Regions from separate parts of the Mus musculus genome. Here regions 1, 3, 4, 5, 6 and 7 are each linked to region 2. The links are chromatin contacts, called in public ChIA-PET, Hi-C, HiChIP or PLAC-seq and promoter capture Hi-C maps. All regions are on one chromosome and are shown on one strand. Each heading gives the region's core, a stretch centred on a gene start, on an enhancer-like site or on the middle of the called end of the contact. The rest is flanking DNA. Distances are from core to core; before and after follow the strand shown.

Region 1 (3,793 bases), core at 825-3,324, 480 kb after region 2:
GGCTTGGACAAGAAGTAACACAAATATGGGAATGATACAATTAAGGAAATGACTACAGTTGCAGGAAATGAAAGATAGAGCCAACCAGAGGGTCTTATTAAAGGAGACAACTGCATTTGTTTTTGTGTATGCACGTATGTGCAATGAAAAGGTCATTCCTCAGGATGACTATCCACCTTGTTTTTGGAGACAGGGTCTTCTTCCATTGGCCAGGAGCTTGTTGATCAGGCCAGGTTGGCTAGCCAGTGAGCCCCAGGGTTTGCCTGTCTATGCCTTCTTAGCACTGGGATTACAAATTTGTGCCAACACTCTTGGCTTCCTTGTGGATGTTTGGACTCAAATACTGGTCCTTATGCTTGTGTGGTATTTTGCTGAGTAAGCTTTTTCCTCAGTCCTGCCATATATTTTCAAGTCTTTTAAAAAAATGACTATAATGATTTTGTAATACTTAAAGAAATGTTAAAACTAGAGGCAGTCACTATTCATATTTTATGATGGAATAAACTGGCAGTAACTAGACTTGTATTGAGTCACTGAATAAACATCTTTTTGCTAATGGCTACTGGAGTGACAAATATAACACCTCAGAGCTTTTATTTTATTTCGTTAGTTTTTCAACACAGGGTTTTCCTATGAGGCCATGGCTGTCCTGGAATTTGCTCTGTAGGCTTGGCTGTCCTAGACTGCTTCCTGAGTGCTGGGATTAACGATGTGAAGCACCTCCACCCAGCTCTCCTCAGTTCCTTTGTGATAGTAAGTCTTGCAAAGCAACTGCCATCTTTTTATTGGTGTGTTTTGAGAAAGGGTTTTCCTACCAGCCCTAGCTGACCTACAACTTTCTATGTAGATGAGGCTGGGCTGGAATTCACATAGATCCCTTTGCCTCTGCCTTCCAAGTGCTGGGATTAAAGTTGGATCAGGATGGCCAGTTCTATTTGCTACCTTTTTATCGATACAGGTATATTTATACTTACCTATATAAGTGTATGTATACTTAGTAGAAGCTCTAATTTAATTAATTCTTGTTTGCCTAAAAAACATGCTGATTTCTTTGAGGACTGAGAGAAAGAGAGGGCATGAAGTTTGGCTATATACTGAAGTCTGCAGAAGAAATGCATGATATGAAATATTTATGGTGCTTGTAGCAAAAAGAATACTCCAAGCCTTGATGCATTTTAGACATGTTGGATGCAGTGAGAACTGCAAGCAGATAGAGCATCACGACACGACTGAAAGTAGAAGAGCAGCTGGAAGAGCACAAATGGTCCGTCTCACCTGGTGCTCTTGGTGGGACTGGTGGGGCTGTCCATGCAGCACTGTGGCAACGGCCCGCTGAAATCTGGCGGATGTTTTTCCCTTGCAGAACTGTTACCAGGGTTGGTTCTCGAACGTGGTTGGTGTGGCCTAGGCCAAGCTAAGAATAAAAAAGCAAATGCACAGAGATTGAAGAAGCAGAAGGCAGGCCAATGAAATCTATTAACATCTGAGTCATGCATCAACTTCAATAACGAATAAATTCAGCCGGGTGTGGTGGCGCATGCCTTTAATCCCAGCACTTGGGTGGCAGAGGCAGGTGGATTTCTGAGTTCCAGGCCAGCCTGGTCTACAGAGTGAGTTCCAGGACAGCCAGGGCTACACAGAGAAACCCTGTCTGGAAAAACAAAAACAAACAAACAAACAAACAAACGAATGAATAAATTCTGATTTCTCTATCACAGTAGTAGTCCTTATAAGTTTAGACTGTCCCCTAAAAGCATTAGTCTTAACAACTGGTCACACTCTTGAATTCTTGGAAGAGGTATCTTGGAAAGGGTAGGAGTTCTTGTTAAGTGAAAAAAGAAGGCTCTCCAGAACTCTTACTTAAGACACACTGGTTTCTGGGTACACAGATATAAAATATACATGGCTCCAATTCTCTGCTCTTAGCAGCAGCAGTTAAGTGTTCAACATCAAGGAAGATTTTGTCAAAACCTAACCAGGGAATTCCCCAAAGGCTCCTCACCATTGGTTCTCCTTTCATCAAGATTACTGCAACCACAACTTCCTGATCTGCTAATGCAGGTATGAGGAGAATGTAAATGCTCACTAAAACAACTTTGAATAAGAGGGTCTCTGATCTGAGATTATGGGAGGAAGTGAGGATGGCTCTGCTTGTGGGCTGAAAACCACTGTAGAAGCATCAGTCTCTCAGACATCTCCTACCAACGTCTCTCTTCCATATACAGATAGACAGAAGGACTAAGGACACAGACCTGAAGTCTTTTTACATTCTCTTCATTTTCATTCCTGCCCTTACTCCTGTGACTACAGGGGATGACAAGATTTCTTGCACAAGCAAAGGATTCTCTGAACACTAATATTTTAAAATACAAAGACACTCTTACAAATAAACAACACCGTCAGATTTCTAGAGTATGCAAGAGCAGCAAATATGCCATTTACCTGCCCTTCTGAATTGCTACCCCAGGCATAAACATCTCCAGTTGATGCCAAAGCAAGTGTGTGTTCAGCTCCAACAGCCACATCTTCAATGACCACTCCAGCCAGGACAGGGATTTGTTGGGGTCGATTATGATTACGAGCACGTCCCTCAGGCAAGCCTATCAATCGGTCTGGAAGAATAGCAAGAGGAAGTGTTATAGATGGCACCCTGAAGTTTGTGTTCTGTAAGAAACCATTAACTTCTTGCCTTAGAATGACAATCATGCAGGACCCTGATATAGCTGTCTCTTGTGAGGCTATGCCAGTGCCTGGCAAATACATAAGTGGATACTCACAGTCATCTATTGGATGGAACACAGGGCCCCTAATGAAGGAGCTAGAGAAAATACCCAAGGAGCTAAAGGGGTCTGCAAGCCTATATGAGGAACAACAATATGAACTAACCAGTACCCCCCAGAGATATATCTCTAGTTATATATGTAGCAGAGGATGGCCTAGTCAGGCATCAGTGGAAGGAGAGGCCCTTGGTCTTGCGAAGATCATATGCCCCAGTACAGGGGAATGCCAGGGCCAGGAAGCAGGAGTGGGTGGGTTGGGGAGCAGGGCAGGGGGATGGTATAGGGGGCTTTGGGGATAGCATTTGAAATGTAAATGAAGAAAATATCTAATTAAAAAAAGTGTTTTAATACACACACACACACACAAAAGAATGACAATCATGTACACAACATGGTGCAAAAACCTGCTATTCCAGCAAAATACACTAAATTTTAAGTAACAAGTCTGAGGCTATTCCTGTATGAAATGTTAGTCTTTTTATTTATATAGAAAATTAAAACTAAAGTCAGTAAGTCAAGGCAAGAGGGTTTTTCAATACTCTCATATTAAAAGGACTGACACATGTTCAACAAGGCCTTCAAGTTTCTTGTGTTCTTAAAAAGAATGACATTCAACCTGTTTTAGCTCAAATTTCTACCCCACCTCTCTCTTTACCCTTGTTGCTCAATAACCTCCAGGTCCATTAGGCATGGCATCCGACATCTGACCTCAATTTGTACAGCTGCCCTAAAACTTCCCCTCAAAACCTTGAGTTGACTCCTGTCTGGTTGCTGCAGTGGCCTCTCAGATTCTGGCCATAATAATCATGACACATAATTGTCTGAAAATATGGCCTGAGCTCTCCCAGGTCCCTGGAGACTCTTCATTATCCTTGCTAATATTCTATTCAAAATCTTCCGTGCTAACATTCCCTAGAATTCTACTCTGTTCTTCACTCTACATGTTTTCTGGGATTCTTAAATCAATGACTAAACCTATTACCTATTACCACTGTGTAATCAGTATCCTAACC
Region 2 (3,348 bases), core at 682-3,181:
AGGCGCTGGAATTCTGGGCATGTGCCACCACACCCAGTTTGTGTGGTTCTTGGGATAGAACCCAGTTTGCCAGGCAAGTACTCTGTGAACGGATTTATCTCCCCCGCCACAGATAGTCTTTTGAAAAGGAAAGTCTCTTATAATTAGCACCTGCAATCAGACCAAAATTCTGTTCCTCTGTGTTCCTTCTCTCCAAGCATGTCTGTGTGCTTGTCCCTGCAAATCAGAGTGGGCAGCCCTTTCTGCTTGGAGCTCCTCACTGAGCCTTAACCGCTCAACTCCACGAACCTCACAGTGAATGCACGCCTGAAGACCTTGCTTGGAAAACAAGGATCTATTTCTCAGGGGCCACATTTTGGACAGGACCGACGGATGTGTGTGACAAAGCCAGACGCAGCTGGACACCAGACCGTACTCCATAGCTACGCAGGGCAGAGGAAGCGGAGCTCCATGGGATGTGGGCAGAGGTGATGGGGTAGGAGGAGAGAGCGAGCGGTGACAACTTGAGCTGATCAGGAGTGTGGACAGTCACAAGAAGCAGAAAGGGTTTTGGTCCACATGAATCCACCCATTTTGCTATTTGGCACTTATGACGTGAGGCTCCTACCCTCTGCCACAGACTGGGGGACAGGAGCTCTGTTTTCCAGTGGTGGTTGGAACAAACAGTAACTGCGTTTGGAAACTCTGATCTTTCTCAGGCAGGTATTTTGAAGAAAGATAGGGTCACTCTAGCAACGCAGCCTTGAGCTGTGAGAAACTGTGGAAGAGTTTCCTACTCAGGAAGAGAACTGAGAGTAGCCTGGCTAGAGTTTGCTTCAGAGAACAGGACTGGGTGTGGAAGGGCAGCTGTAGCGCCCAGTGGACCCTGGCCATGTAATAATACTAGCTGCAGCTGCATCCATCGCACCACTGGGAAGCTGATTCACCGCCCACGCCTCTGATCGTAGAACCCTTCAAACCCTCTGACAAGAGAGGAAGGCTGAGAAGGTACATTTCTGGGCCATCACCTGACAACTCTGTAGATTTAGACAAATCCCTTAGCCTCCCTTTACTCCAGTTTCCTCATGGAACTGATGTCAGACAACACAACCAATCTCCAGAGCAGTTACGATGATTAATGTTTGCTAGAATGATTGTCACTGGGCAGGAAGGCGAGTCAAGACATAAAATTCTCCTAAAAGAATGAAAAAAACCCACATCAGGTTTGCTTTTTCCCACTTTTGTGTGTGTGCATGTATATACATGCATATTAGCATTTGCCTGAGAACGTCCCAGACTATGTTGGAAACCATCTATAATTGCGCTTCTAACTTTGGATTGAGGCTGGGTTTCTCAATCCGTTACAGGTAGGCGCCATGCCCACTGGGCATTTTCACCCGGATACTGGGGATTTGAATTCCAGTCCTTGTGTTTGCATGGCAAGTGTTTTAACCACTGTGCATCTCAGTCAAACAAAGGGGCGAGTGTTGTTAACATAGGCATAAGGTGGCAAGAGGGTGTTGCTGTGACAGGAGACTTGTCTAAGGATATCATGTGTGTTGTGAGAGAGAAGAAGCATGGAAAAGGAGAGAGATGAGGAGGAGAAAAGGAAAAGAGAGGCTTGAGGGACAGGTAGAAACTAAAGTGGGAAGGAGAAAGAGGAGAGAATCAGAAATAAAGAGAGGGAAAGAGAAAAGAGGATAGAGGGAGGAATGTGGGATGCGAGAGAAAAAGAAAACAAGAGAGGGAGGTTAGAGCTAAAGGGAGAGAAGAGAGAGGAAAAGGAGAAGATAAAAGAAGGAAGAAAGATATGAAAAAGAGGGAGGGAAAAGAAAGCAAGAAAAGGAGGGGTGGAACCAAAGAGGATTAGTAGCCAGAAGGCTAGAAAGGAGACGAGGACCAGGCGCTCGATGCGCTCGTCGCTCACCCACCCGGCCTTGACTGAGAGGTACTGTAAAGCCCCGCCTCAGCCCCGCCCCCTCGTCCCGCCCGCCGCGGGCCAAGCCGGAGCAAGCTAGGAGGCAGCCGGCTCTGCGGAGGCAACATGTACCGGCTCCTGTCAAGCGTGACAGCTCGGGCTGCGGCCACCGCAGGCCCAGCCTGGGACGGAGGGCGGCGCGGGGCGCACAGGCGACCGGGCCTGCCTGTGCTGGGCCTTGGTTGGGCCGGCGGCCTGGGGCTCGGGCTGGGGCTGGCTCTCGGCGCGAAGCTGGTGGTCGGGCTGCGGGGCGCCGTCCCCATTCAGTCCCCCGCGGACCCCGAGGCGTCCGGCACTACCGAGTTATCGCACGAGCAGGCCCTGAGCCCGGGGAGCCCGCACACGCCTGCGCCGCCAGCAGCCAGGGGCTTCTCCAGAGCCATCGAGAGCAGCCGCGATCTGCTACACCGGATCAAGGTGCGGGCCCAGTGGGCGTCAGGGCGGCGGCTTCCGTTTTTCTGACTGCCTGGCCGCGGGCTGACGCTCTTAGGGCTGCTCAAGTAGCAGCTGAGGTCACCGGTCGCGGAGGGGCCCGCCCCTTCCCCTTTAGAGTCCTGTGCACTCCGACGGCCAGGGCAATCGGAGCAGAACCATTGCCCTCCTGGTGGGCGGGACCGCAGAGTGGGCGGAGTCAGTCTACTTTTGAACCACCAGGGTCTTTCTTTTCTCTTAGGATGAGGTTGGTGCCCCCGGCATCGTGGTTGGAGTTTCTGTAGATGGAAAAGAAGTCTGGTCAGAAGGTGAGTTCAGCAGGTAGCCCATTTTGTTATTGGTAAAATAAAATACTGATGTTTTACAGGTTGGAGTTGCAAAAAGTGGCACATTTGTAGAGACAATGTATCCCTAGAATAATCAGGCTGTTTTATTTATCACTGGAAAGTTTAAAATGTAACTAACTGGGCTAGGAGTATAGCTCAGTGGAAGCTCACTTGCTTAGCCTCCATGTGTGAGGGCAAAATAAAGTAAATAATTAAATTGTGTGACTCAAGTACGTGGATGTGTTCAAAATGCTGTTTCTTCTCCCAGTTTACTCTTAAGAATTGGTCTGAAAATGGAATGTAGAACAATCCATTAAATTACCACTATTACATATTAGATAACCCTTATTAGTAACTAAAATGTCAGTTTCTGCATATTTTTATTCTTTCATTCTGTAATTTTTTTATTCCCCACTTCTGTAAAAGGCACTATACCAAGTATTAAGAATACATGATATCCCTGGTCCTTAATGATTTACAGTTTATTATTACATTTACTAGACAGAGTGTTACCTGTTTTGTTTTTAACGACAAGCTTGAAGTGGTTTGGGATGGAGCTCAGTTGGTGCTTGCTTTTGGGTACAAGTTCTGGGTATAATCCCTTGCACCACATAAATCAAAGTGGTATGGACC
Region 3 (3,505 bases), core at 718-3,217, 290 kb after region 2:
CTTTGAAATTTAGGGACAAGCTAAGAATGCAAGGGAAAGACAATCTCATTAGCATATACGGGGCTTGCCTCCATTGAAGACCGAGGATTCCATGCAATCCTCACAGTAACGTAGGTACCATTTTAAAAACAAGTGTTGTGGTTATTGAGATAACTAATACATTGTCGGAATTTTAAAACAAAAATAAACTTAACTTTATGTCCAGGTTCATCAGTGTGACCGTTTGGGGAACACCTCTCTCCCCAAATAGGAAATCTCTAGATGATATTGTTTCCCCAGCCGTTTCTCATCAGATTTCCCCGAGGCAGACTCAGCCTTACCATCTGCAGGATGGAGTGAGTTGTTATTTTATTTGTGTGTAGGTGTATTTGGGCAGAGGGATACACATGTGTGTGCCGGTGTGTGTGAGGAGGCCTCATTTCCCAGGAGCTGCTTACCTTGTTTTTTTGAGGCAAGGTCTCTCATGGTTTTCCCGTCTCTGTCTCCCCATGTTGAGATTGCAAGTGTGTGATGCTATGCCTGCCTTTAATACGTGGATGCTGGGGATTGAACTTGGTCCTCATGCTCGCAAGCCAAGCACTCTACCAACTGAGATGCCTTCCCAGCCTTGTAAAGAGAGTCTTGTAAAGGAAGGCCATCAGCTTTCCTAGCCTGAAATGCCATCTTAGTATTTAGTCTTGTTTGCCAATGCTAGCCCACGTAGACTGAGGAACCAAAGGTAGAAGGCTTGGTTACCTGAAGCCTAGGGAACCAGTTAACACATCGGAGGGCCCAATCAATGGCCTTAGTAGGGAATTCAAAAACCTGAGTCCTTCTCTACCTCAAAGCTCTTCTTCTAATACTAAGGGTCCCCATAGACTCATCTATTTGACTACTTGGTCCCTAGCTGGTGAACCATTTAGGAAGGATTAAGAGGTATGGCCTTGTTGGTGAGGTGTGTCTCTTGGGGTGGACTTTAAAGTATCAAAATCCCATGACATTCCTAGTGAGCTCTACCTCCTATAGCCAGTAAGGAGCTACAGTACAGTATCTGCCTGCCTGCTGCCATGCTCCCTGCCATGATGGTCATGGACTCACTGAAACTGTAAGCCCCCATTGGTCGGTCCCGGTGTCTAAGGGGGGGGAAGTCCCTAAAACCGAAATGCTTCCATTTTAAGTTTGCAACAATCATCTGGAAAAATCTCAAAACAACTTTGAGACTATGTCCCCATGAGGATATACCAAAGCTTGCATGGGACAATTAGACTGAAGATGTTTTCTGCTTTTAAATACTTTATAATACAAGAAAGGAAGAGGAGTCACAGGACATCGTGAGATCTGCTCAAATCACTGTTTGTTTGTTTGTTTGTTTGGACAGGGTCTTTCTATGTAGCCTTGGTTGCCATGGAATTAGCTATGTAGACCAGGCTGGCCTCCAATTCACAGAACTCTGCCTGCCTCTGCAACTGGAGTGCTGGGATTAAAGGTGTACATCACCATACGGCAATCAAATCTCTTTTTAAAAATAATTTCAAGGGGCTAGAAGATGGCTCAGTAGGTCACCTGCCATCAAGTCTGATGACGTAAATTTACTCCCCATGACACACATAGTAGGAGAACCTACAGTCACACAAGGGGGAGGGGAAAGGAGGAGGAAGAAAGGGGCAAAGTGGACAGGAAAGACACACTATGTGACAGTGGAGACAGTATACATCATGATGCCTCAAGAATGGTACTACCAGGAAAGCAAAAAAGTAAAGGTCTTCCCCAAGAAGCCTGTAAGGAAGCCTAGCCCTTTGACTTCAGACTTCTGGTTACTTCATCGGTTACTTCTCTGGCTGTATTAGTTACTTTTTTGTGGCTGGGCCAAATACCGTGACCAAATTTAAGAAAGAAATTGGCTCACAGTTCCAAAAGGAGAGTCCATAATGGTGAGATGGTATGTCAACAGGCAGGCATGGGGCCAAAACAGGAAGCTGAGTGGTCACCTCTTAACCACACACAGGAAGCAGAGCGAGCAAGCAGAAGGGGCAAGGCTATAAACCCTCAAAGTCCAGCCCCAGTGACTTTCTCCTCTAGCAAGGCTGTACCTCCTAAAGGGTTTGTAATCTCCCCATACAGTACCAACAAATGGGGAGCAAATGTTTAAATACATGAGCCCATGGAGAGCATGTCTCAGTCAGAACACCACAGTCTTGTCTTTGCCTTGCCTTGCCTTGCCTTGCCTTGCCCTCTCTTCCTCTCCCCTTTCCTTTCCTCTCCTCTCCTTTCCTTTCCTTTTCTTTCCTTTCCTTTTCTTTTCTTTTCCAGCAGCTCTGGAAATCTAATGCTTCCATTTTCTCTGACTCCAGCTGTATAGTGGAATTGGCCCATGTACAGCGGGTCAGTACAACATGCTAATGCCTTAGGTTCTGTTTTTTAAGGCAGTTCAAAGCATTTTACACGGAATGTAAAAATACATATATAAGTTATATATACATATGCAAGTCCATAGTAAACTTCAATAGTAGATGTTTTTAAAAGCATAAACTACTTTTAAAAAATTCTAGTAAAAATGGTTGCTTCTGGTAGCTGTGAGACAAAAGTAGACTTTTCTGCTTTACTTTTGTGCCTTTGTATAAGGAATGCATGAGTTTATCCAAGGTTGTTTTGTTTTGTTTTGTTTTTTATTCCAAGCAGGATTTTACTATGGAGCCTAAAATTTAAGAACTCTTGCATCAGCATCCCAAGTTCTAGGGGATTAGAGGCAACGCCCACCATATCTGACACTTTTGTTAGCATTATTTTAAAATGGGGATTTCAAATTTTTTTTTATTATTGTTTTGAGTTTTTCGAGACAGAATTCTTCTATGTAGCCCTAGCTGTCCTTGAAATCTCAGTGTAGACCAGGCTGGCCTCAAACTCACAGAGATACACCTGCCTCTGCCTTCCGAGTGCTGGGATTAGAGGTGCTAGCCACTATACCTGGCAACTTTCAAATGTTATAAAGACAAGCAGCCATATTCACTGGCTGCATCCGGATAACAAAATCCTTATCACGGGCTCCATATGAAGTAAAGACATTTATTTTACCTCACGTTTCCACAGGTGCAAGGCAAACATTATGCAGAGGCATCAGTAAAAATGGCATGCCTTGCAAAAACATGTCAAAGTGGGCCATCATGTCCTGAGCCAGGACACAGAGAGCAGAATCTCACAGTCTCCTTGGAGACCACATCCTCAAACAGTAAAGGCTGCCCACTAAGGTCCTCTTCTTCAAGGTTCCTAGAACCTCCAGGGGACCCAATCTAGACCAGGGAACACTCAGGGTGGGAGGTTATCCTAGCTGTAGCTCTAGGAGGACCTGGGGCTCTAAGAAGGGGCAGGATTGGGTAGAGGAACTTGGGTAGATGTAGACTTGTGACCAGAGGTTTAGTAAAGGATGTGAATATTCTAGAAGATGCCAGCCTATTACAGACCAAAGACGATCCCAGATGAATTAGACTTCAGGAAATAAAAAGGGTCATCTGTCCCCTATGCTGGTGGT
Region 4 (3,400 bases), core at 691-3,190, 310 kb after region 2:
TGTCACACACTCCCCAAAGTTCCCAGTCTGAATGTGGCAACTGGGGAGAGTCCTCAACTATGGATGCTTCCTATAGGTGCTCCTCTCTCATTCTGTCTTCACTCCCAGCTCTGTCTTATATGTACACCCACACACAAACAGCTGCCCTGGGTACTCCAGGACCTAGGCCAAACACAGCAGCAAAGCAGTCTGACCTTGACTAAAGAGATGGTCGGAGAGGCCCCCCGAAGGCTGCTAGTGAATCGGGGACTGTCTTGGCAGGAAATTGAGGAGTTTCTAGAATTCCAGGTCCAGCAGGGGTGCACAGTCACTTGGCCCAGGAACATCTCAACCAGGGTGTCAAGGTGGGGCCGTGGGAGGAGCAGAGCAGGCCCTGGGAAGCAAAAAGCCTGACAAGTGCTCCTGTTGCCCAGGTCTAGGGGTGGTACCTTCACAGACCAACTTGGAGACATTGAGGAGAACCAAGAAGCTGGCCCAAGGTACCAGGAGAGGGAACTAAAGACCTTTTTTGAAAGGGAGCTGGAGACAGCTGGTAAGGGATTCTATTCTGTTTTATCTCAAAACCTGACCTCAAAGAAGATAATGATGGTGGTGATGATGGTGATGATGGTGATGGTGATGATGATGATGATGAAAGTCATCATTGTCTTCATCATCATCACCACCACCACCATCATCATCATCATCTTAGTCATTTGTGTCTTTTGCCTTTCTGTATATCAGTGAACTAGGTGCATGCAGTGACTCTCGAGGCCAGAAGAGGGCATCAGATTCCCTAGAACTGGAATCACGGATGGTTGTGAGCTGGGGTGTGACGCTGGAAACTGAATTCAAATTCTCTGGGAAGAACAAGTGCTCTTAACCTTGAGTCTTCTCTCCAGCCCCTCGAAGGAAGACTTTTGTTCTCCTTGAAGATCTGGGACTTCGCAGGCGGTTCTGCCGCTTTCTGTTGTAAAAAAGAACTGGGAAAGGTTGGTCAAAAATAAACTCTGTTGCTAAAAGGCTTCACCATCCGCAAAACACAGCATCCGGTTTTAGAACAAGAGCAGAGTATTTACATCCCTTTCAATAAACACAGGTAAAACAGCCCTGGCCTGTTGTTTTAAATGTTTTAAAAATCCCGACCACATGAAGGGAGAGACGCGGTGGGGGTGGGTGAGAATTACAAAGCAAAGCTATTTAACGGTAAATGGGTGGGACAGACATAGAGGAAAGCAGACAGAAATTCTCGAGCTGGGCATGGTGGCGCACACTTTTGATCCCAGCTCTTGGGAGGCAGAGGCAAGTGGATCTCTGTGAATTCAAAGTCAACTTGGTCTATATAATGAGTTCCAGGACAGCCAGAGCTACATAGAGACCCTGTCTCAAAAAAACAAGACAAAACAAAACAAATCAAAAAACAAAGACAAACAAAACAAAGAAAGAAAGCTCCAAAACGAACATTCTCTTGGGTGCCTTGTGCCTTAAGGATTTTAAGAGTGTGTTTTGTTTTGTTTTGTTTTTTATAACCATTGGCACAACTTAGATACCACCTGTAGACACTTGCCTTGTAAGTCATAAAAACATGTTATGTGAATCTTTCTAGAGCCATCTGGGCACGAACCTCCAGCCCCAGGTGATGGTCACATGACAGCACAAGTGATCAGAACCAGGGATCTGTGTCTCCTGGTTGTTTTTTGTTTTCTTTCTTTCTTTCTTTCTTTCTTTCTTTCTTCCTTCCTTTCTTTCTTTCTTTCTTTCTTTCGTCTCTATATCAATCTATCAACCATGACCAATTTTTATTTTCTTTTTCTCTATTTTATTTACTTATTTATTCCTCAGAACTTTTTGTTTTTGTTAATTTGTTTTCCTCTCTCTCTCTCTCTTTCTCTCGATATGGTTTCACTTTGTATCTCAGACTGGCCAGCAACTCATGTTTCCTCTTTTGTACTACCACATCCAGCTACGTGAAAGTCAAGAACTTCTGAAGTATATTATAAATACTGTTCCTAGCTGGTCCCAGCCCTAGAGCCCAGGGCAGTGTTCATCCCCATATACAGATAGGGAAAGAGAGGACAAGAGGATGGATCTGCTTGCCTGAGGCCTCAGTGCAAGTTAGTTAGTTTTCTCTAGCACCAGGATAAGAACCTGGAAGGCTCAGGTCTGCTCCCTCACCTCAGATTGCTATATGGCCTCTACATGGGCCCTTGGCCTCCCTCCCTGCCTTTGTTGATGTGAGGAGCCAGATCCTCCTGTCCTCTTGTACAGTCTCACATTTTACTATAAACCCTCTAATTCGGCAACCAAAACTGGGCTTTGTTGCTGGCAGTTTTACCATGTGCCAAATATTCTCTGCAGGGTTCGGCAGTCTTGGTGCTATGATTCAGGCAGTGACAGGCAGACCAACAGGGAGAAGGCTTTCTGAAGAGCTCTACGGATGAGGGAAGCTGAGAGGGGACTTGGTTCTGAAAAAACGAAAAAGCAGGAACCACTGGGGTCTCAGCAGCTAAACGCATGGTCTCCAAGTGGGCTGCATTTGGAGACATAGTAATAGCTTTATGTTGAGAGATCAACATCCTTGCAGTGTCTGACAACAATGGCTCGGGCTGAAAGGGAAGAAGAGGAAACCCAAAGGACCAGACCCCACTGTCAGCCAGGGCAGCCTGAAAACAGGTGTATTCCTAAGTGCATAAGGACAAGTAGCTCTCACAAGGGTGGCCTGGAGAGTCCGAGACAAATCCACCCTGGCTGGCTGGGCAGGTGGAAGGTCGGAAGGGCTGGAGTGGATTGAATGAAGGAACCAGCCATGCATCTGTGTCCACAGATAGCTGGCATCTGGTTGTACTTGGCTCTCTGTGTCTGGAGCTAGGCAACAGTTTGGGAGAATGGAGTCTGACTTTAGCCAGACTTTTGATTATTTTTAATTTGAAACAGACATTGAATCAGATTAGCTAAACTCTGACATAGAAACTCACTTATACAGCTGGTTGGAAGAGATCAAAGAGCCGGGGCAAAACTCAATGGTAGAACATCTGCTTTATATGTGCAAGGCCCTGGATCCAAAAAACCAGAGCTGCAAGGAAGCCAGCAACAGCAGGAACACGTCTTATATCCACATCTGAGTCTTTGCTTGCTTGTACCCTGTCCTTGACAAGAATTTACGGCATTGACGTTTGACTTAATTGGGATACCGTGGCTTTCAAATCTGAGACGTGATTTTGGAGGTTGGGGAGATGGTCCAGTGGATAAAGCATATTTTTTTTTCACAAGCTCAAAGACCAAAATTCAGATCCCAGGATCCCATGTAAAAGCAGGGGCATGGGTGATGGTCTCTTGAAATCCCAGCACTTGGTGGCAGAAACAGGGGGTCCACAGGCAAGCTGGTTATTAGCTAGACTAGCCAGAACTGGCAAACTCCAGG
Region 5 (3,828 bases), core at 641-3,140, 290 kb before region 2:
TTCCAAAGGCTCCCCAAAATATTAGAGGACCCACATGTGGGATTTCATATCTCCTCTCTTGACAACAATCTGCTTGCATGACACAAAGCCCCCGCCTGTAGGTTCAAGACCCACCTGCTTTCCTTATTCCTTTCCACAGAGGCTAGTGTAGGCGTGGCTTCGGCAAATCAGTACCCTTAAGAGTCTCAGAATGGCAAGTGTGCACACTGTCAGAGAGCAGTCATCTCTGGAAGCTGTGAGTGGGACCACACAGCACAGCTGGGGACCCAGAGGGGCCTGGAAGAAGTTTTGTCAGTGTGAGTGCCTAGAGAGGGTGTCTAGGGCCCAAGAAACCATGTGGCTCCTTAGAGAAAGGAAGTCCACTCTGAGATACAGAATGATGGAGGGACTGCGGGAACACGGGAAGATACAGGTAACCACATTCGGTGAGATGCAAGCTGTTTATTGAATGGAAACTTTGTTCAGTATTTTCTTAAACACTAGGGCATGGGGAAGCCACAGGTTTGTAACTGGTCTGCTCATTTCCCTGAAATAACAGACCCGCCCTCACTTCCCCAGTACTCTGGGTTGGGACCTGGTGTGTCTAACAAAGGCTTTTAAAGCAACCATAGAAACACAGATCCAAAACACATCACTTTCTAACATATGTCATAACCATGCATGTAAGCAGGCATATCATATATATGTACGGAGGTACATATATATTTCTAGCATGGAGTTCCCTCAGTTTCTAACCATGCTCCTGTCTTTACATTCCAGAGCAGTCAGTCAGGCCTCAGCATGAATAATTGTAATAATTATGTTACATCAGCAAGAAAAATACTGAATCTTAATTCCTTTTACACAGTTTCCCCCGCTTCCTCCTCCTCCTCCTCCTCCTCCTCCTCCTTCTCTTTCTCTTTCTTTTTAAATAGTCTTTCTGTTTCAGTAAGACCAGACTACAGTTCTACACTGTAATTTATCTAGACGTATAATTCATTTGGTCAACATGTAATTTTGAATTTCATAAACAAGTAAAAGAAAGCTTGTGTTACCGTCAGGAAGCATTTGGACAATGGGAAGAAGTAGTTGACTTTGAGTGGAGATTGCCAGGGAGGTTTGGGCTCCTCTCCACAGGAAGCTTTGCAGTGTGATCTAGTCTCATCTGTCTGGAATTGGAACACTAGCCTGCCTTTTCCATATGGACAAAGCTCTCAAGAGCTGGCCACCCCAATGCGGAAGCAATCAGAGCCTTGCTATGACACAGAATCACTGATTGCACCAAGCCAACAAAGAAAAGAATGTGTCGCTAGCCACACAACACGTCACCTTGCATGCTGGTGCCTCTGACATTGTCAGTAACACTTGCTGTTTTTGGCGGGGCATCTTGCGATGTATTTTACAGTCCAGACACAAGAGCAGCATGACCCGAAGCCAAAAATGAGAGGGAGAACATAAGATTACCAGTGGCCTGTGCGGGAAAGTTCTCTGTGTGCATTTGCCAGACAGATGCTTGGGGGGAAACTGAGAAGGTTAGGAGGTCCCTGAAGCAATATAGGGTGTTGTTTTGTTTTGTTTTGTTTTGTTTTGTTTTAACATACCAAAATTGTGGGAGTTATTTGTATACCCGAGAGGGCCCCATATCCCAGAATGTGAAAATATTTACATGCAGGGCAATTGGGAAACCTTTCCTTCAGAGTCCTGCGGTGTACCCCCAACGAGTCCGCATTCTGGTCTTTTCCACAATGTGACAATTACAGGAAAAGCTGGACCTCTGTCCTCAAACATCAAACAGGATCTTTCTCTGTTTATTTTTCCACAGAAAACTCAAGGCTTTGTTAGTAGCACTGTGGAAGTTCTTCAGAAAAGTGAAAACTCTCCTGGCAGCTTTGCAAGTTAAGATTAGTTTCTCTCTGAACACAGAGAGACCAGAGAGATGACTCAGTCATGTACAAACAGGAGGGCCTGAGATCAGAGCCCCAGCACCCGTGTAAAAAGCTACTCATGGCTGCACGTGCCTGTAATCTTAGTCCTGGGGAGGAAGAAACAGGAGGGTGTCTTAGGCCTGCTGGTCAGCAAGTCTAGCCAAATCATTGATGTCCGGGTTCAGTGAGAGAGACTGTCTCAAAGACTAAGGTAAAGAGAATTGAGGAAGACATCTGACCTTGACGTGTGGCCTCTATATGTGCATATAGAAGGACTTGTAACAGCACACATACATACAGAGAGGGAAGGGGCTGAAAATGGGGAGAAGGGAAGGAGGAAGAGAAAAAGGGATGGAGGGAAAGAGGGAGGGGTTAAGATCCTAGGAGCTACAGCTCCACAATGTAAGTCCTGGGGAAAGATTTCGTGACTATAGCTCTATCTCTAGGGAAAGTCACATCACCACTTTGTGAGCCAGGGAGAGCATTGGTTATGCGCCTGGTCCTACAGCCTGCACTCCCAGGTGGAATGGATGTGCACGCTGGCATTTTATTTTTAAAATCCCACCCCAAAACTAGCTGTCAGGTAGAGAGAAAGTGATGCCTGGTTCTGTTGTTCACACTGTCTTCCCTGATATGTTTTCTAAGTGGATCCGACAAGTTCCGATTGTCACCCTGGTCTAACCCTCTTAAGGTCCCCCAGCTAAGCAGCTCTGGTTGCTTTGAAAGTCTTCAAAAAGTCATTTCATTTTTGTTTTGACTTGGCAAGTAAAGGGAAAGTGATTGGGGGTGGGGGGTGCTCCCTCCTCTCCATTGTAATCGGATCTAAACCAGGGCTTTTTTTTTTTTTTAATTTCCTTTAAGGCACAAAAGCAGATGGTTTTCTCTGTACTATTTTTCTTTGATCGAGAAATGAACTGAGGGCTTTTCTTGAGGCTCAAGCAATGCTTCCCTAAAGTTGCCAATTTAAAACCCCAAGTTGTGTGTCTTTGAGCAGCATTCCTTTATAATAAACACTGGTCGTACATTCAATCCACCCTGTGGGTCTTGCAAAGTCGGGCCAGACTTGCTGAGAAGTTTAGTGTTGCTTTGGGACTGAGGCATTTCTTAGTGCTTATCAGTTGAAACAGGATCTTAAAAGTGGGTTCCCTTTCTAGGAAGCTCCTCCAGCTGTAAAAATTTCCAGTGAAATTGCCAGTAGACCGTGTTGATTCTGCGGTCTTCTTGTATTTAAGTGTTCCATCAGCTCGCCGTAACCTGGAAAGTAATGAACATGATAGGTGCCAAGCCCAGATGCTGTGGTGGGCACTGTCCCTTTGCCCTCAACAAAGTATGTGAGACAAGGATCATTTGTTCCCCTCATTTCAGAGATAAACTGAAGCTCAGAAAGCTGAACAAAATTCTGTTTTTATTGAGGCCACTTTTAAAAACTTGAATCAGGGTTTTGTGTGCTGATTACACTGCCTCCCCTTCCCTGATGTCACCAGCAGTCCCCTGTCACTTGGGGATCTCTGGTCATCCTTTACCACCTCTCAGATAATGCTGACCCTTGAATACTTGGTATTAAACTTTATGGAAGCATAAGGACCAAGTTGAGTTTGAAACTAATGTCACATTCCCTGGCTTCCCCTTGATGTAGTATATAAGCCATTAACATATCTTGTAAAATAGATTTGTGTGACAGTCTCAGTACTTAGAAGGCTGAAGCAGGGGGAATCAAGAGTTCTTGGCCAGCCTGGGCCACACAGCATGGCTCTGTCTTGAATGATAACTATTTGAATGGCATCACTGCTGCGTGGCAAACACCTCCCCACCACCACCTCAGTGGCATGTCCTTGCTGCAGCAGTCCAGACATGTGTACAGAGATAGCGTGTTGCTGAAGGCTACCCCTCCTGTTGTACATCACACAGAGTCAGTAGGGCAGCC
Region 6 (3,805 bases), core at 739-3,238, 440 kb after region 2:
TGCCTTGTCTGTTTTTGTTTTGTTTTGTTTAAGGAAAATACATTTAAGTTTATTTTGGTAGACAAAATACAAACAGTTCAAATTTAAAAGATTAAGAGTAGAATGGCAGTGAATGTTTTCTTTCACTCTGGTTCCTCACTATCCTTCTGTTTTCTGGAAGCAACTAGTGACTAGATCTCCATGTGTGCTTTCCGTGAGAATCTTTTACTCGTTCAAGGTGATCTTCCTGCCTCTGCCTAATGAGTGCTATTATTACAGGCATCTACACCACACTCAATGGTGCTTGTACTAGGACTCCACATTGGTCTTAGCCATCTTGTTTAGGCAGTACCAGTACATAGTATCTTACACGTATGCCAATCATGATGTTTCATTATTCAGAATATATGCTTTCACATCTGACCAGGTGCCAATAGATAACCGTTTTGTCTGGTTATTTTCTATCAAAACATCCATTTGCCTTTAAGATGCATGCCTGCATTGTACCACAAATTGTTGTAAAGAGACCTTTGCCCTTTGTTCTGCTGTACTATGCTCCATCAGTTTTGTTTTGTTTTGTTTTGTTTTGTTTTGTTTTGTTTTTTTTGTTTTTTCCTTCCATTTAGAAAGGACACTTTCAGGTCCTTTAGGTGTTCCTTTGTTTGCAGTGTGATTTCTCACATCATCATTTTGACAGGTTTTCTGTTAGTCTTTCTTTAGGCATCAAAGAAGAGGACAATCTTAGGTCTAACCATTGATTGTAAAGAACCCTGTTACCACCCAAACCTCTGTTATTTCTTTTTGTCTTTTTTCTTAATTCTGGTCTGTCACAGAGACTGCATTTGGGTCTTCATAACCTATTTCCTCATTAGTTCACAAGTAATTACTGCTGACACCACTGAAATATACTCCTAAACCTGATAAACAGCTTCAGCAAAGTGGCTGGATATAAAATTAGCTCAAACAAATCAATAGCCGTCCTCTACTGAAAGGATAAACAGGCTGAAAAGGAAATTAGGGAAACAATATCCTTCACAATAGTCACAAATAATATAAAATACCTTGGTGTGACTCTAACCAAGCAAGTGAAAGTTCTGTACAAGAACTTCAAGTCTCTGAAGAAAGAATTCGAAGAAAATCTTAGAAGATGGAAAGATCTCCCATGCTCATGGATTGGCAGGATTAAAACAATTAAAGTGGCCATCTTGCTGAAAGCAATCTACAGATTTAATGCAGTTCCCATCAAAATTCCAACTCAGTTCTTCATAGAGTTAGAGCAATTTGTAAATTCATTTGGAATAACAAAAGACCCAGGATAGGGAAAATTATTCTCAACAATAAAAGAACTTCTGGGAGAATCACCATCCCTGACCTCAAGCTGTACTACAGAGCAATAGTGATAAAAACTGCATGGTATTGGTACAGAGACAGCAAGGTAGATCAATGGAACAGAATTGAGGACCCAGAATTAAACCTACACACCTATGGTCACTTGATCTTTGACAAAGGTGCTAAAGCCAATCTAGCAGAAAAAAAGACAGCATTTTCAACAAATGGTGCTTGTTCAACTGGAGGTCAGCATGTAGAAGAATGCAAATTGATCCATTCTTATCTCCTCGTGCAAAGCTCAAGTTCAAGTGTATCAAGGACCTCCACATAAAATCAGAATCACAGAAACTAATAGAAGAGAAAGTGGGGAAGAGTCTCAAACACATGGGCACAGGGGAAAATTTCCTGAACAGAACACCAATGGCGTATGCTCTAAGATCAAGAATCAACAAATGGCACCTCATTAAATTGCAAAACTCAGGTGACAGCAGATGTCGGCAAGGATGTGGAGAAAGAGGAACACTCCTCTATTGTTGGTGGGATTGCAAGCTGGTACAACCACTCTGGAAATCAGTCTGGCAGTTCTTCACCTGAGTTTTTGATCTTAGCCATTCTGACTGGTGTGAGGTGGAATCTCAGGGTTGTTTTGATTTGCATTTCCCTGATGACTAAGGAGTTGAACATTTCTTTGAGTGCTTTTCGGCCATTCGATACTCCTCAGTTGGGAATTCTTTGTATAGCTTTTGTACTCCCATTTTTAAAAACAGGGTTATTTGATTCTCTGGAATCTAACTTCTCGAGTTCTTTGTATATATTGGATATTAGACCTCTAACAGATGTAGGGTTGGTAAAGATCTTTTCTTAATCTGTTGGTTGCCATTTTATCCTACTGACAGTGTCCTTTACCTTGCCTGGGGAGGTGGGACACAGGAAGCTTTGACTGTGGGTTGGCAACCCCATCTATTGAGGCCCCATCTATCTATTGGAAGTGGACTCCTTGAGTTCCCTCTCTCAACTGTTGGGCATTTCATGTAAGGTCACTCCCATTGAATCCTGAAAGTCTCATCTCTCAGGGCTCTGGTACTTTCTAGAGGGTTCCCCCACCTCCACACTCCTGGGGGACGACGATGACTGCATATTTCCATTAATTCTGCTGGCCCTCTGATCTTCTCTTCCCCCAACCCCATATCTGATTCTATTCCCCCTTCCCCTCCCCTTCCTCTCCCACCCAGGTCTCTCCTTCCCTCTGCCTCCTGTGATTATTTTCGTCCCCCTTCTAAGTGTTATTGAAGCATCCCATTTGGGCCTTTCAGCTTGTTAAACTTACTAAGATTGGTGGGTTGTATCCTACATATTCTGTATTTTTTGGATAATATTCACTTATTTGCAAGTACATACCATGCATGTCCTTTTGGGTCTGGGTTACCTCATTCAGGATATTTTCTAGTTCCATCCATGATGCCCTCATTCTTAATAGCTGAGTAGTATTCCGTTGTGTAAATGAACCACATTTTCTGTATCCATTCTTTGTTTGAGGGACATCTGGGTTGTTTTTAGCTTATGGCTATTACAAATAAGGCCACTATGAACATAGTGGAACACGTGCTCTTGTGGCATGGTGGGGCATCTTTTGGGTATATGCCCAAGAATAGTAGAGCTGGGTCTTCAGGTAGATCTATTTCTAATTTTCTGAGGAACTTCCAGATTGCTTTCTAGAGTGGTTGTACCAGTTTGCAATCCCACCAATAGTGGAGGAGTGTTTCTATTTCTCCTCATCCTTATCACCATGTGCTGTCACCTGTGTTTTTGATCTTAGCCATTCTGAATGGTGTAAAGTGGAATCTCTGAATTGTTTTGCTTTGAATTTCCCTGATTACTAAGGACTTTGAAACATTTCTTTGAGTGCTTCTTGGCCATTTGAGATTCCTCTGTTGTGACTTCTGCTTTTTAAGTTCCATTAATTAGGAAGACTTCATAATTTGTAATCTCTAGAAAAGGGTATAAATATATATTAAGAGAAACTATTACTGAAAGAAATTTTGTTTGTGGAACCTTGTCTGAAAGAGTGATTCTTAAAAGTCATCAGAACTATTTACCAATTAGGAGAACCTTAACTGTAAAATGTATATAGGATACTTTTCTAGTATATTTTTAGAATATAGTTTGTACCATTGTTTCTTTTATTTGGATGTCTTAATTGTTGGTTACTAGTTATTGATCTGGATTAGTTTAAGAATTTCATGAAGTTTCTTATAAATGTAACTTCTATTTGCCAGATGTAATTTGTCTTGGAGGCTTACTGCTGAATAAACTTATCTTTCTAGCTCTTTCTGAACTGTGGGTGGTTGGTTCAACTCAGCTGTTCTGGCCCAAACTCTTCTCTAAGCTAACTGATTCAAACTGGCTTCTCTTGGCTCTTTCTGAATTGCTCTGCTTAGCCTCAAACTAACTCTGGCAATTTGTTCTAATCTTCTTGCCCCTTCTTGTGATGTCTTCA
Region 7 (3,608 bases), core at 120-2,619, 420 kb after region 2:
TTAACGGCTGAGCTATCTCTCCAGCCCGAGTACTCCTTTTCATAACAGCTAAGCATTAGCTCAGTTGGCTGCTGTTGCTTGAACCCTGGCCTTAAATAAACCTCTACCCGGACTCACATCCTAGCCCTCCATTAATCCCTGCCCCATTAATCCAAGAATGGTACAGCTTCTTGTTTTATAGAATCAGGTGTTCTGTGTTTATAACTACTTTTGCTTTAGAGACAGCAGAAATTCAGGTCATTCTTGAATGTCTTTATCTCCCTATCATAGTCATAAGTCATGCCATTCTGTGTGGTGCAGGTGCTGACAGCATTCATTCTTGATATCAGTTAGTGTGCAGAGGATGTTCAAAAGGAAGCTTTGTAAATACAGTTAAATCTGTATACTATAACAAATCATTGTTGCTCTTCTTGCTGTTGGTAAAATTCTAAGGGAATGGTAAGTCTTTGAGGAAATCTTAAGGATCAGCTTAATGGAATTAAATTATTTTCATAGGGTGCTATAAGAACATCTGTTAGATATTTTAGTGGCTTTGCAGTTTTGTTAACTAGACATTGGAATTTAATTTCCTTTACATTGCTATAGTGTACTAAGGTAGTAGACATAATTTCATGGACAAGTTGATTTAGGAAATATTAGCATATACCCAGGAGTGGCAGAAGCTTCTTGGCCAATTGCCAGTCTTTTGTGTGCGGTTAAACAGAGCTGTAAGTGTGTGGCTACCCAGAGCTTCTGAAATGCAGGAAGGAAGCTGCAGCTGCACGGGTCACATTAGTGCTACATTTGTGGGCTTGAGAACAGAATGCCAGGGAACCACCCTGCAAAATTACACTGCCATATAAATACCCCAAAGGAGCTGATGACTGTTGTGAGATCATGAAGCTTTGGTTAAAATTAGTATTTCTATTATACCTTAACTAATACAGAGAAACAGATTTCTCTGAGTTGGGGAATTGTATAATTTCCCGGTGTAGTTTTATGAATTTCTTTGTACATCAGTTTCTGATTGCTAGACTGGTTGATAGGGTTCAAAGGAAAAAAAGTTTATATATTTGATTATTAAGCTGTGTGTATATTTGATTATTAAGCATTTTTACTTCAGCTTTTCCTACACTTCTACCCCCAAGTAGTAGGAATCAAACCCAGCGCCCCGGACATGCTCAGCAAACACTACTAAATTATATCCCAGTCCGTTTTTTTTTTTTAATTTTTTAATTTAAGACAAAGTTTTGCTAAAATTTCAGGCTGGTCTTGACCTTACTCTATAGGAGCCTAGGATTTAGCCTCCCAAATGCTGGAGTTACAGCTGTAAGCCACCACACTCAACTGTGAAGCCCTCCTCACCCCTTTATGGTTTGTGTTATAAGATATTCTGAGGCTTACATTTGGTTTTGCCCATATATGTTCATGTGCGTGCACATGTGTATGGAGTTCATAATTGTTTGGATAGCATTGCTCTGGTACCTTGTGTTTTTGAGACAGGCTCTCTTGCTGGGACTTGTAATTTAGGTTAAGGCTGGCTCAAGGGATCCTTCTCTCTCTGCCTCCCCAAGTCTGGGGCTACACACACACCCTAGCCTTTTGCATGGGTATAGGGGATCACACTCAGGTCCTTAGAGTATGTAATAAGTGTTTAACCAACTGCACCATCTCTCCTGTCCTTGCTTACAGTTTTTGTCTTTATTTTCCTTTACTGAGAGTCTTGCCCTGCCCTTTCCTTCCTTATGAGTTATCATGAAAATTTCCTTCTCCTAACTCCAGCTACGGGGAGTAATCTCTACTAACTTCTAGCTTCTGGAACACTTGTCACTTCCTGCTACATGTCACTAATTTGTAAATCTCCTTGGAGACTACAGAGACCCCTCTCAGATCTTTCTATTTTCCTCCTTGTTTTATGCAGACTTGTTTTAGGCAATGTCCTTGCCAAGTATGTGGATAGTCCTGGGGTCATCTCTAGTACTGGGGTGGAAAAGATTTTGATAGCTACCTTTAAAACAGGAGAAAGGTTGCACCAAGTCTGTACTATGTCCTTTGATCATCACAGAGGACTGAAGCCACATGACAGAGGCTAAATTCCTTTCCCTCTGAAGATTGGTATCCTTGTAGGCAGCTCTTCTTAATTCTGAAATAAGCAGAGCCTCCAAAGAGAAAACATATACTGTGAAAGTTGTGGTCTGGCTGGGCATAGTGGCGCACGCCTTTAATCCCAGCACTCGGGAGGCAGAGGCAGGCGGATTTCTGAGTTCAAGGCCAGCCTGGTCTACAGAGTGAGTTCCAGGACAGCCAGGGCTACACAGAGAAACCCTGTCTCGAAAAACCAAAAAAAAAAAAAAAAAAAAAAAAAAAAAAAAAAAAAAGTTGTGGTCTGGCGGCACAGGCCCCCGCTCCTTGAGACAATCCAATTAGCATGAAACAGATAAATGAAGATTTCAATAAAAGTGAAGATCTTCCCAGGATTTTCATATAGAAACTAAGTTTCAGTTTCTTGTTTGTTAAGTACTGTTTCTCCCTTCCCATCCTGTTCCCTTTCCTACCAAATGGTATTACATGTGGTATATTATTGCAGTTGAAAAGAAGCACAAATTAAAATTAGGAGTTTTGTGTAAGTAGACATATAAAGGTAATAGATTAAAAATACTAAACAAATAATTCACTGATATCTGACCTAGTCAACTCTAATCTTTGTAAACAGTAGCTGAATGTAGAAATGAAGAGTTAGGAAAAGAATACTAAAATTACTAGAATACTTTGTTCCCAAGGCATCTTTTCAAACTATTATGAAATATGAACTAATTCATGTCTAAAAACTGCTTAAATTTCGGTTATTTTTATTACCACTGGCCTGCTTTATCATCTTAAGTTATAATTAAAAATTAAAAACAAAAATTTATCATCAAGTAAACTCTTTAAGTATAGATTTTATCCACCCTCCCCTTATTTTTGTGTTTTCAAGAGGGCTTCTCTGTGCAGCCTTGGCTGTCCTGGAACTTGCTCAGTAGACCAGGTATGCCTCAAACTCAGAAATCCCGTTGCCTCTGCTTCCTGAGTGCTGGGATTAAAGGTGTGTGGCACCACTGCCCAGCTTTCTTTCTCTCTCTTTCTTTTTTGTCATCCTCCCTCCCTTTTAAGATGGGTTCTTGCTCTGTAGCCCAGGCTGGCCTCACACTCGTGCTTTTATCCTGAGTGTTGGTATTGATTACTTCTCCCCACCCTGCTTCCGTTTTCCTCCTTTTCCATTTTCTTTTCCCGTTGTAATGGACAGGAGTGGGATGGTAGGAGGAACCCTCACTATGTTGCCTAAGCTGGCCTAGTCCTCATGACTAGCCGGGACAATAAGCATAGACAGTGTCTTAAAGAATGCAAAGCAGAGATTTACTTAAAAATTGTATTTTGAAGTTTAAAAAGAAACTTTGTAATAGAGGTGACCTCAGATCATGAAAAGCTTCTTTAATAAGACAGTGCTTATCTGCTTTTAACAGAGGAAAGGGTATTTTATCTGAGTATATTTTTTTCATATCCATAATTGATATTTGAGGCCAAGACATCAGCATTTAATAAAAGAATTAAAATATACATTTGATTTTTAAAGACTTTAAAGATGTTAACTG

Evidence for each region. Promoter capture Hi-C pulls out the DNA fragments that hold promoters and counts their contacts. A called contact is a pair of places that touch in the nucleus more often than the background predicts. ChIA-PET counts read pairs in DNA pulled down with a chosen protein or histone mark. HiChIP or PLAC-seq counts read pairs in DNA pulled down with a chosen protein or histone mark.
Region 1: a Hi-C map of B cells shows a contact between it and region 2, with 16 read pairs. The contact joins the enhancer-like site here to the promoter of Lactb in region 2. A contact is called at or near these places in 13 of 39 promoter capture datasets (the 3T3-L1 cell line, 3T3-L1-derived adipocytes, the HPC-7 cell line and 7 more), 4 of 484 Hi-C or Micro-C datasets (B cells, the G1E-ER4 cell line and cerebral cortex), 10 of 115 datasets of contacts at active chromatin or transcription factors (the SCID.adh cell line, bone marrow-derived macrophages, differentiating embryonic stem cells and 7 more) and 1 of 9 other capture datasets (adipose tissue).
Region 3: an RNA polymerase II ChIA-PET map of memory CD8 T cells shows a contact between it and region 2, with 65 read pairs. The contact joins the enhancer-like site here to the promoter of Lactb in region 2. A contact is called at or near these places in 7 of 39 promoter capture datasets (the C10 cell line, embryonic stem cells, fetal liver and 4 more), 1 of 15 datasets of contacts at CTCF or cohesin (large pre-B cells), 3 of 484 Hi-C or Micro-C datasets (B cells, cerebellum and uterus), 6 of 115 datasets of contacts at active chromatin or transcription factors (bone marrow-derived macrophages, fetal liver, forebrain and 3 more) and 1 of 9 other capture datasets (adipose tissue).
Region 4: an H3K4me3 HiChIP or PLAC-seq map of the SCID.adh cell line shows a contact between it and region 2, with 4 times the contacts expected there. The contact joins the enhancer-like site here to the promoter of Lactb in region 2. A contact is called at or near these places in 18 of 39 promoter capture datasets (the 3T3-L1 cell line, 3T3-L1-derived adipocytes, the C10 cell line and 12 more), 15 of 484 Hi-C or Micro-C datasets (the AML12 cell line, the AtT-20 cell line, B cells and 8 more), 7 of 115 datasets of contacts at active chromatin or transcription factors (the SCID.adh cell line, bone marrow-derived macrophages, embryonic forebrain and 3 more) and 2 of 9 other capture datasets (adipose tissue and liver).
Region 5: a contact with region 2 is called in a promoter capture Hi-C map of trophoblast stem cells, with 5 times the contacts expected there. The contact joins the enhancer-like site here to the promoter of Lactb in region 2. A contact is called at or near these places in 8 of 39 promoter capture datasets (the 3T3-L1 cell line, frontonasal cranial neural crest, hippocampal neurons and 4 more) and 1 of 115 datasets of contacts at active chromatin or transcription factors (craniofacial prominence).
Region 6: a contact with region 2 is called in a promoter capture Hi-C map of trophoblast stem cells, with 3 times the contacts expected there. The contact joins the enhancer-like site here to the promoter of Lactb in region 2. A contact is called at or near these places in 11 of 39 promoter capture datasets (cranial neural crest, embryonic stem cells, erythroid cells and 7 more), 1 of 484 Hi-C or Micro-C datasets (embryonic stem cells) and 2 of 115 datasets of contacts at active chromatin or transcription factors (bone marrow-derived macrophages and stem cell-derived neural progenitor cells).
Region 7: an H3K4me3 HiChIP or PLAC-seq map of bone marrow-derived macrophages shows a contact between it and region 2, with 4 times the contacts expected there. The contact joins the enhancer-like site here to the promoter of Lactb in region 2. A contact is called at or near these places in 13 of 39 promoter capture datasets (3T3-L1-derived adipocytes, the C10 cell line, the HPC-7 cell line and 6 more), 2 of 484 Hi-C or Micro-C datasets (bone marrow-derived macrophages and embryonic stem cells), 7 of 115 datasets of contacts at active chromatin or transcription factors (the 230-238 cell line, acute myeloid leukemia, bone marrow-derived macrophages and 4 more) and 2 of 9 other capture datasets (adipose tissue and macrophages).

What each region holds. Positions count from the first base shown.
Region 1 is chr9:66,490,777-66,494,569 of GRCm38.p6, reverse strand. Herc1 (HECT and RLD domain containing E3 ubiquitin protein ligase family member 1) reads right to left here. Exons shown (of 78, transcript NM_145617.3): 69 at 2,443-2,612; 70 at 1,276-1,414. Among named protein-coding and RNA genes, the nearest start is that of Fbxl22, 22 kb to the left of the region's middle. Within about 2 kb of position 2,074, at least 28 of the 459 cell types and tissues checked have an H3K27ac peak or open chromatin away from gene starts, as enhancers often do. A contact at or near this core is called in B cells and memory CD8 T cells, where this site is marked.
Region 2 is chr9:66,974,067-66,977,414 of GRCm38.p6, reverse strand. It overlaps Lactb (lactamase, beta), which reads left to right and starts at 1,931. Exons shown (of 6, transcript NM_030717.1): 1 at 1,931-2,374; 2 at 2,631-2,697. The coding sequence starts at 2,024.
Region 3 is chr9:66,681,448-66,684,952 of GRCm38.p6, reverse strand. No RefSeq gene overlaps it. Among named protein-coding and RNA genes, the nearest start is that of Car12, 30 kb to the left of the region's middle. Within about 2 kb of position 1,967, at least 71 of the 459 cell types and tissues checked have an H3K27ac peak or open chromatin away from gene starts, as enhancers often do. A contact at or near this core is called in B cells, bone marrow-derived macrophages, hematopoietic stem and progenitor cells and 1 more, where this site is marked.
Region 4 is chr9:66,662,146-66,665,545 of GRCm38.p6, reverse strand. No RefSeq gene overlaps it. Among named protein-coding and RNA genes, the nearest start is that of Car12, 50 kb to the left of the region's middle. Within about 2 kb of position 1,940, at least 15 of the 459 cell types and tissues checked have an H3K27ac peak or open chromatin away from gene starts, as enhancers often do. A contact at or near this core is called in the SCID.adh cell line, where this site is marked.
Region 5 is chr9:67,268,398-67,272,225 of GRCm38.p6, reverse strand. The region is part of intron 44 of Tln2 (talin 2); the gene reads left to right. Among named protein-coding and RNA genes, the nearest start is that of Mir190a, 34 kb to the right of the region's middle. Within about 2 kb of position 1,890, at least 26 of the 459 cell types and tissues checked have an H3K27ac peak or open chromatin away from gene starts, as enhancers often do. A contact at or near this core is called in trophoblast stem cells, where this site is marked.
Region 6 is chr9:66,532,809-66,536,613 of GRCm38.p6, reverse strand. All of the region lies in intron 8 of Usp3 (ubiquitin specific peptidase 3), which reads left to right. Among named protein-coding and RNA genes, the nearest start is that of Fbxl22, 20 kb to the right of the region's middle. Within about 2 kb of position 1,988, at least 3 of the 459 cell types and tissues checked have an H3K27ac peak or open chromatin away from gene starts, as enhancers often do. A contact at or near this core is called in trophoblast stem cells, where this site is marked.
Region 7 is chr9:66,557,597-66,561,204 of GRCm38.p6, reverse strand. All of the region lies in intron 3 of Usp3 (ubiquitin specific peptidase 3), which reads left to right. Among named protein-coding and RNA genes, the nearest start is that of Usp3, 34 kb to the left of the region's middle. Within about 2 kb of position 1,369, at least 71 of the 459 cell types and tissues checked have an H3K27ac peak or open chromatin away from gene starts, as enhancers often do. A contact at or near this core is called in the HPC-7 cell line, adipose tissue, bone marrow-derived macrophages and 4 more, where this site is marked.